Regions from separate parts of the Gossypium hirsutum genome. Here region 2 is linked to region 1. Evidence: chromatin contacts called from public Hi-C data. All regions are on one chromosome and are shown on one strand. Each heading gives the region's core, a stretch centred on a gene start, on an enhancer-like site or on the middle of the called end of the contact. The rest is flanking DNA. Distances are from core to core; before and after follow the strand shown.

Region 1 (3,611 bases), core at 320-2,819:
AAGCTGCTTCAAGCATGTCTCTGGTGACCAAATTGTTTGTTCGGGGCTTTGTCTGTTCACAGATTCCAATTATTTATAGTCTTGTTTGGAAATAAAGCTCAGCTGTCATGGACCTTTTGCAAATAAGGCTTATATACCTCTGTTGGGAAGCTTCGGGTGGAAATTGCTGGTATGCGTTTCCCTTTTCCTTTTCTTTTAACACACTGAATTTCGGAGGCTAGCATACAGCTCCCCTTGTAATATGTTCTCGTTTTCCTTCATTTTTCTTCCTGTATAATTTAATAACATTATAGTCTTACGTGTTTAAGATTTATGTGTAAATAAGATTACATATACTATTTATAAACCAAGGATGAGATGTGATTATTATAATGAAAGCACGCAAGGCAACCTAACATTTCATTACTTATTTCCCAAAACAAAACCTCATAAACTGATTGGTTCCTGTTATTTGGGATCAACAGACCAGCCTCTTCTATTGTATGAAAGCATAAAACAAGGATAGGATCATTTTTTTTAATCAATTTTGATGAAGTCGGCATATAAAAAAGTTGATGCACAAATCGGAAAGCAATACGGGGAGTGAGCTGCGTTGATTTATGTACAGAAGTATTAGCCTGTAATACCAGAGTTGAGTGCACTGTGAACGTCAACGCCTATTTGGGCTTCAGCTTTCTCCAAATCAGTAGTGGCTGAGCCAAGCTTTTGGGTGAACTCAACCAGACTCGATGCGGTCTGAGTGGCACTGCTTCCACGGTAATAATATCAGCAACAAAGTTGGTGGCACTGCAGAGCAAATATTTTGTTACATCCTTCACTTCATGCACCGACAACACATCAGGTTTGAGTTCAGCAATTGTAGGTACATGCCTAGGCAAAACAGCCATATGCCCAGTTGTTGCAGGAACTATTACCATGTCGACCTGATAAAATAGATGCACCGTAAGTCAGAAATTCATTAATATGATGTCTCCCACATTGAAATTTTATTCAAACACCCCAAATACTTATTGTATATATATTACATACAAAAGTTGCTCGTAAATTGGCAGGAACTGTAATGATATATGGTAGAACAAAGAAGAGATAGACATTCCCAATCCATAAGCCATAGCCATTGCAACAAACAACTAATATGATAGGATAGACCATGATTCACTTCTTATGAATTAGTATAATAACTTTGCTAAAGCATGGATATTGGTCCGATATGAAAGAAAATGGTATACGTTAAAAGCGGAAATGAACTTAAATTGATAATGAACTAATGTTTGAAAAAAATTGCATAATTGGTAAATACTTATAAGATTGCTAATATAGGGAGTAAATGACCATTATTAGTTTAAGCTATAACTCAAGTAATTGATCAATATAATTAAAATACATAAATCAATCAAAACTAAATTCAACCAAAACCCAGACGCCAAATACATAGCCATTAATCGCACTACGAAGACCCAAGCGAACCCCATTTTTTTACAAAAAGAAAAAAAGCAAACCTCTTTTGCGGGGCAAGGGGTGAAGAAAGCAGATGAAGTCTTGGGAGGGTCCAAATTGGGTATAACTTTGCTCCATGATTCGATGAAGTTGGAATCTTGCAGGTACGTGTGCGGAGAAACCTCGACGCTTGCGGGAACGTGGTCAGACGCTTTCTTTTGGTGGCGGTGGATCCTACTAGGTTTTCACTGGTGTTCTGTTCACTTCTTTGTTTTCTATTTTACCCTTCTGTTCTCCGCCTTCACTTATATATACATATTTTATTTTCCAATTACAGTAGATTGTTTTTACAATTTGACAGACAATCCATGTGTTCAATAAAAATTCAATAAAAAGAATATGCTGATTTGAATTTTGAACGACAAATTTAGGAATATCTCAAGATAAAAATTAGGGAAATAGATTTTCTGAAAAATACTTTTTACAAAATTTATTTTTTTATGGATGATTAAATAGTAGTGGTTTCATCTTTGACTCTTAAAGTTTAATTCTTCTCCTAAGCAATTTTTTATTTTTTATTTCAAATTATTTTAAGCTTTTTTATATTTTTAATTAATAAAAATAGTATTTTTAAATTTTTACTCTTAATTCATCTATTTAATTAATAATTTTTTATTTATATAAATAAATTAATAAATATTTAATTATATATTTGATATATTTTATTATGTTAAAATATTTTACATGTAAAAATAATACTAATATTTACAATAATTATTTAATTTTATAATATTAAAATTTATTATACTCAGTGAAAAAATAAATATTGACATATAAAAATTATATAAAAGAAAAAATAAATAAATAAAATTAGTTGATTCTCTTAAAAAATTAAAATATTTTTAACATATATAATATATTTTCACTATATAATTACATATTTATTATTTCGTTTCTATAAATAAAAGAGTTATTAATTAAAAATATCTTTGACATAATAAAATATATCAAATATATTTTTATTATATAATTATGTATTTATTATTTTTATATAAATAAAAAAATTCAAGGTATTTATCGTAGCGAGTCTAAAAACTAATCTTTCACACCGTGCGGGCCCATTAATTAAAAAATAAATTAAAAATAAAATAAGAAAATTTGAAAGCTAACATATTTATTAATTACAAAACAATAACTAAATATTAAAAGTTAACAAAAAAAAAAGAAACACTTGGAACACATGAAAAAAAAAACTGTGTTTGAGATAAGAGTCAAACTTGAGATTTAAGGATGAAAATAGTAATGCTTGACTATCTAATTAAAGGATGTCAGCACTTTTTGTAGAAAGTATTTTTTTTAAAAACGCGCATTTTTATCACATCCACAACCTATTTCCCTAAAGAATTAAAATTTGGGCCTATGTTTTTAACTTTTTTTCATGAAATTAGCATATATTCTTAATTTTATCGGATTTGAACCCACCACTCAACTAAAATTTTATTTTAATATATTTATACATTTTAATTTTATTATATATATTTTATTACTTCCATCAATTGTACAAACCATACATTTTATTATTTATTGTATGCTAATTTTAAAAATAAATTTGTCTTCTAAATACGTGGTTTTTATATACTTACGTGTGTGAAAGAGTTTCTAATATTAATAATGTTGTTGATTGAGTTGATGTCATAAATCAACTCGACACTAACTCAAGATTGATGACAACATTGTGATAAATAATTGGCCTCATTTAGTATTCTTAATCTGATGTATTTATTTAAATGTTTAAATTTTGTTTTACTTACAATTTAATCTATTTTTTTATTTTAATCTTACATATTTCATTTGTTATATTAATTAGTTTCAAACCATACATTTTATTATTTATTAAATGTTATTTTCAAACATACCTTTATGCTCTAAATATGTTGTTTCCATATGCATACAGTGTGATAAAATTTTCAATATATATGACAATTTAAAAAATTTCAAAGGGATGTCGTAATACTAACCACTATGTTTAAGCAAACTACCCAATTGATCACCAAACTTTTAAGGTGTTATTATTTTGGTCAAAAAAAACTTTACAATTTCGTCATCTAACTTTTAGGGCACTTTTATTTTAGTCATCCAAGCGTTAAATTAATTAATTTCAATATTATAGTAAC
Region 2 (3,875 bases), core at 1,342-3,841, 56 kb before region 1:
AGTAATTTTGAAAAATAAAATTAGTTTTTTTCAAATTCCTCGTCCAATAGTATTCTAAAAAAAGAATATTTTAAAATGTTGGAGTTAGAGTTATTGTTTGGACTTTGGTGCATGGGCCGCAACAAAGAGGGAAGAAATAAAACTTTGGTTGGATTAAAAAATAAATAAAAAAGAAATAGGCTTGTGTTTGTGGTAAGCTGATTTAAAGCTCAAAACCGTAAAAATCAAGAGCAGCCCAAAACCTCTTAGATTCATTCAACCCATTTCATGACCCTTAAACCCACCAAAAAGCCAGTCTATTGGTCCCAAACACAACACTGGGCTCTTGCAATGCCTTCCAATCTGTCTTAAAAAACTTTCCCATATTGACTGCTGCATTTACATGAAAATTTATTATGATTTAGATTCCATTTGCCCTCTAATTAAAAAAAATAAAAAAATTTATTAAGATTAAAGAGTAAATTAATCCTTCTGTTAAAGGCTCCATCAATTTCTATCGTTAAGTGATAATGTGATTGACGGAGCAAGTAGACAACAGCACGTAAGTACCTATAATCTAGGATATAGTTTTTCAAATAATTACTAAAAACACATTTTTTAGAAATTTTCGGATTTTTTAAATATTTACTAATATGGCAAGATGTCAGGTTAGAATGAGGTATACATGGTATGCCACATGATACTAACTACTTGCTTCGTTAGGCATGTCGTCACTTAATGGTAGAAATAAATGAAATTTTTCATGGAAAGATTAATTTACTCTTTGATCTAACATAAAAAAAATTATTTTATTTATTTTTTGAATAGAGGAAAGAAATGCAATCCGAGTTCTAAGTTTAATTTAAGTGAAATATTGGTGATTATGGTGGTGAAAATGGAAAATGGGGAATAAATTTTTATTTTAAATCATTGGAGTGAAAGATAAAAAAATCCAATATTCTATAATACAATTTTGCATTCGAATATTATAAATGTAAAAAGAATATTTAAGTTTAAAAAATAAATTTGACTAAAATTATTAAAAGCGCATAGGTGGGTCTCCATCCAAAGTCTCGAAGCATTTGACCATTTGGGAAAGGGAGAGATGCCTTCCTAGGGCCTTGTGATATACGGAGGAATAGATGACCCAACTTTCAGTGTTTGATGTTGTTGGTTGTTCCCTACTTTTAATGCTTCAAACCACCCTAAAACGTATTGCTTCTTCATTCATACCGAACACAATATCATCATCAGTCCATTGCATTGCACCAAAATCAGAAAAAAGTACCACACAAATTGCTTGACCTGTAATCCAAGCCAAACTATCACTCAACATTTCTGGTATTCACAAATTTACTTAAAACACTCTCAATTAGTAGTTTCTTATGTCAAACTAGCCCTCAAGTTTTAATGATTTTATATCTTTCACTGCAAGGCTTAATTGGAATAAATCAAAAGCATAAATGGTTTCTTTTTGCATCATTTTCATATTCTCTCTAGGTAGAACAAGCTTGAAGAACAAGTTCTGAATATGTAGAAAAGCCATTTTAATAATTGCTTCCTTCTTTTTTCTTGTCCAAATTTCATTTCATAATGCTTTTTCTGTGGGTAAAAAAAAAAAGGATAACAGCAGCTTCACCACGTCTTACTTTTTTTTTTTTTTGGCTTTTGCTTCTTTTAATATATGCATTTATTCCATTTCAATCTTGACAAAAAAGCAGGGAAAAAAAGGAAGATGAAAATTCCTTAAAACATTGATCTTGTACCAAAGCTATGATCATATATATATTCATGCCTTGAACCCACAATAAAGAAGATATTGATTCCTTATGGCCAATGGTCCATGAAGAACCTTAATGAACTTGGCCATTTTCGTTGGGTTCTTCCAACTCATTCATTTGACATGTATGACCCACTGAAACTCAAACGTTGGACATGGAATTAATGATATCAACAATCTTATAATATACAATTCATGCTTTCTTCACGGATAACACATTTGATCATTTAATCAAAACCTTTTTAAACAAATTTTTTCCTTTTTTTGCAAATTGATCCTTTATTAATTTGTCAGATGCAAAAACTGACCACTTTAACTAACATGTCAGATAATGTTTTTAATCTCATCCTAGTCCCTCGCAAAAAAAAAAAAAAAACCCAGCTTTTCTAACTTGGGGTTTAGCTATGCCTATGAACCTATGAGATTATCAGGGCCTTTATAGCCTTTACAGTTCCTTTTGTAACTTAGCCACTGATGATGTCAGGCTCAAACCTCAAAGGTCTTCTTCTTCATAACCAGAAAATGAAACAGAAAAGAAAACACAAAATTACAAATACTGTTATGTTTTTATCACTTTAGCTAATATTGTTTGAAGAAGAAAAAGAAACCTGTCAATTGCCACCACACTATGGTTGGTGTTATTATTATTATGGATTGACAAGTGTGATGGCAGGGGAAAATGAAATGGTGGGTTTTGGTTTCCCACACCTAACAAAATTGAAGAGAAAGTCCAAAATCTGTACTGAATGGCATGCATGTTAGCAATACAGAGTACCTAAATATATGCACCAGCTTCGACCTTTCATGTCTTTGTTTTGTCAACCCTCCCCCCCCCCATACGTCATATTCCTGCATCATATCAAGGGCCCCCCTTTACAATGCTTTTTTCTCTCACCATTATCTCTTGTGCTACTTGGTAAAGACAGCTTGTATTGTTGTTCTTAATTAAGCTTTTCATGTGTTTTTTTAATGCAGATTTACAATGAAAACAAGGTTATTAAAAGAAGTTATGTATGATGTAGGCATCCATTACAGAGATGAGTGTGGTTTATGCCATATGACAAGAAGTTTCAGACAAATGGTGTCATGCACAGACTTTTTTGATAAGGAAATAATAACAATGGAGGAGGACAACATTGTCTATCTTCCACTTCAACATTTTCATCTTTATCATTTAACAGAGGTGTGGTGTTTCCATGACTTAGGGTGAGTTTGGATGGGCGGTGCGTTTACCTGCGGTTAGTGTAAAAACAGCGGTGGCGGTGAGATTAGATACTGTAGCGATACTGTAGCGTGAGACAAAAAATAAGCTAAACGCACCACACCGCACTCAATCGCTCATCCAAACCCACCCTTACTCACATTACCATTTATAAGACCATCTGTCGGCTCATCTATTTATTTTTCAAACAAGGCATGGGATAGGAGAGAGCAATTCACGAGAACATGGGGCACTGCTGTTGTGAAATCTTTTATATACTGTATTGTCCACCTCCTTGTCACTATCTACTTAACGCAGTTAAAAATGATATTACAGTCGCTTTGATTTTGAGTTTGTCAATGTGGGAGAGAGCTATGATATGAACCAACTGTGTGCATTGGACAATGCAATGTGATGGACATGTCATGTGATCACTATCAGATTCTTAGCTTACCTGCAAGTTTAGCAACACTGTTAAAGTTGCATAAAAACTATTCTACTTGTAATTTTATATGCTTGCCTTTGATCCAATCTTACATCAAATACACCTTATTATATTCAAACCTTAGGTTTACCTTCTAGATATAAAAATTAACCCCCCTCATAATTTCACCTATATAAATTCATCCTTCTCTGTGTGTCAGAATTTGCATTTAATACAGATGTACATTGAAACTTGAAAGCTAAAGGCTTGAATTCATAACTATGTTTGATGCCAATTTTAATGCCTCTATCTATCTCTTGGATCCCAAGGAAACTTTTTTAGCTGAATTCCAAGATTCAATTTGCATCGTGAATTTGTAAGTGTTAAATCACTTTTGGGTTTGAATTTGATATTATTTTTGAATTTTTTTATTAAAATTAGATCCTGAATTAGGTAATTTTCTCACATTGGGGCTTAAATATTTTTTTTCC

What was found. Hi-C and Micro-C count contacts between places; a contact is called where the count stands out from the background.
Region 2: a contact with region 1 is called in a Hi-C map of fibers, with 2.4 times the contacts expected there. The contact joins two enhancer-like sites. A contact is called at or near these places in 8 of 34 Hi-C or Micro-C datasets (callus, fibers, hypocotyl and 1 more).

The regions. Positions count from the first base shown.
Region 1 is chrD08:56,958,844-56,962,454 of Gossypium_hirsutum_v2.1, reverse strand. It overlaps LOC107886394 (lon protease homolog 2, peroxisomal), which reads left to right. Exons shown (of 17, transcript XM_016810344.2): 17 at 1-405. It also overlaps the pseudogene LOC107886395. Among protein-coding and RNA genes, the nearest start is that of LOC107886394, 9.0 kb to the left of the region's middle. Within about 2 kb of position 1,569, at least 7 of the 9 cell types and tissues checked have an H3K27ac peak or open chromatin away from gene starts, as enhancers often do. A contact at or near this core is called in fibers, where this site is marked.
Region 2 is chrD08:57,015,702-57,019,576 of Gossypium_hirsutum_v2.1, reverse strand. No RefSeq gene overlaps it. Among protein-coding and RNA genes, the nearest start is that of LOC107886396, 5.6 kb to the right of the region's middle. Within about 2 kb of position 2,591, at least 5 of the 9 cell types and tissues checked have an H3K27ac peak or open chromatin away from gene starts, as enhancers often do. A contact at or near this core is called in fibers, where this site is marked.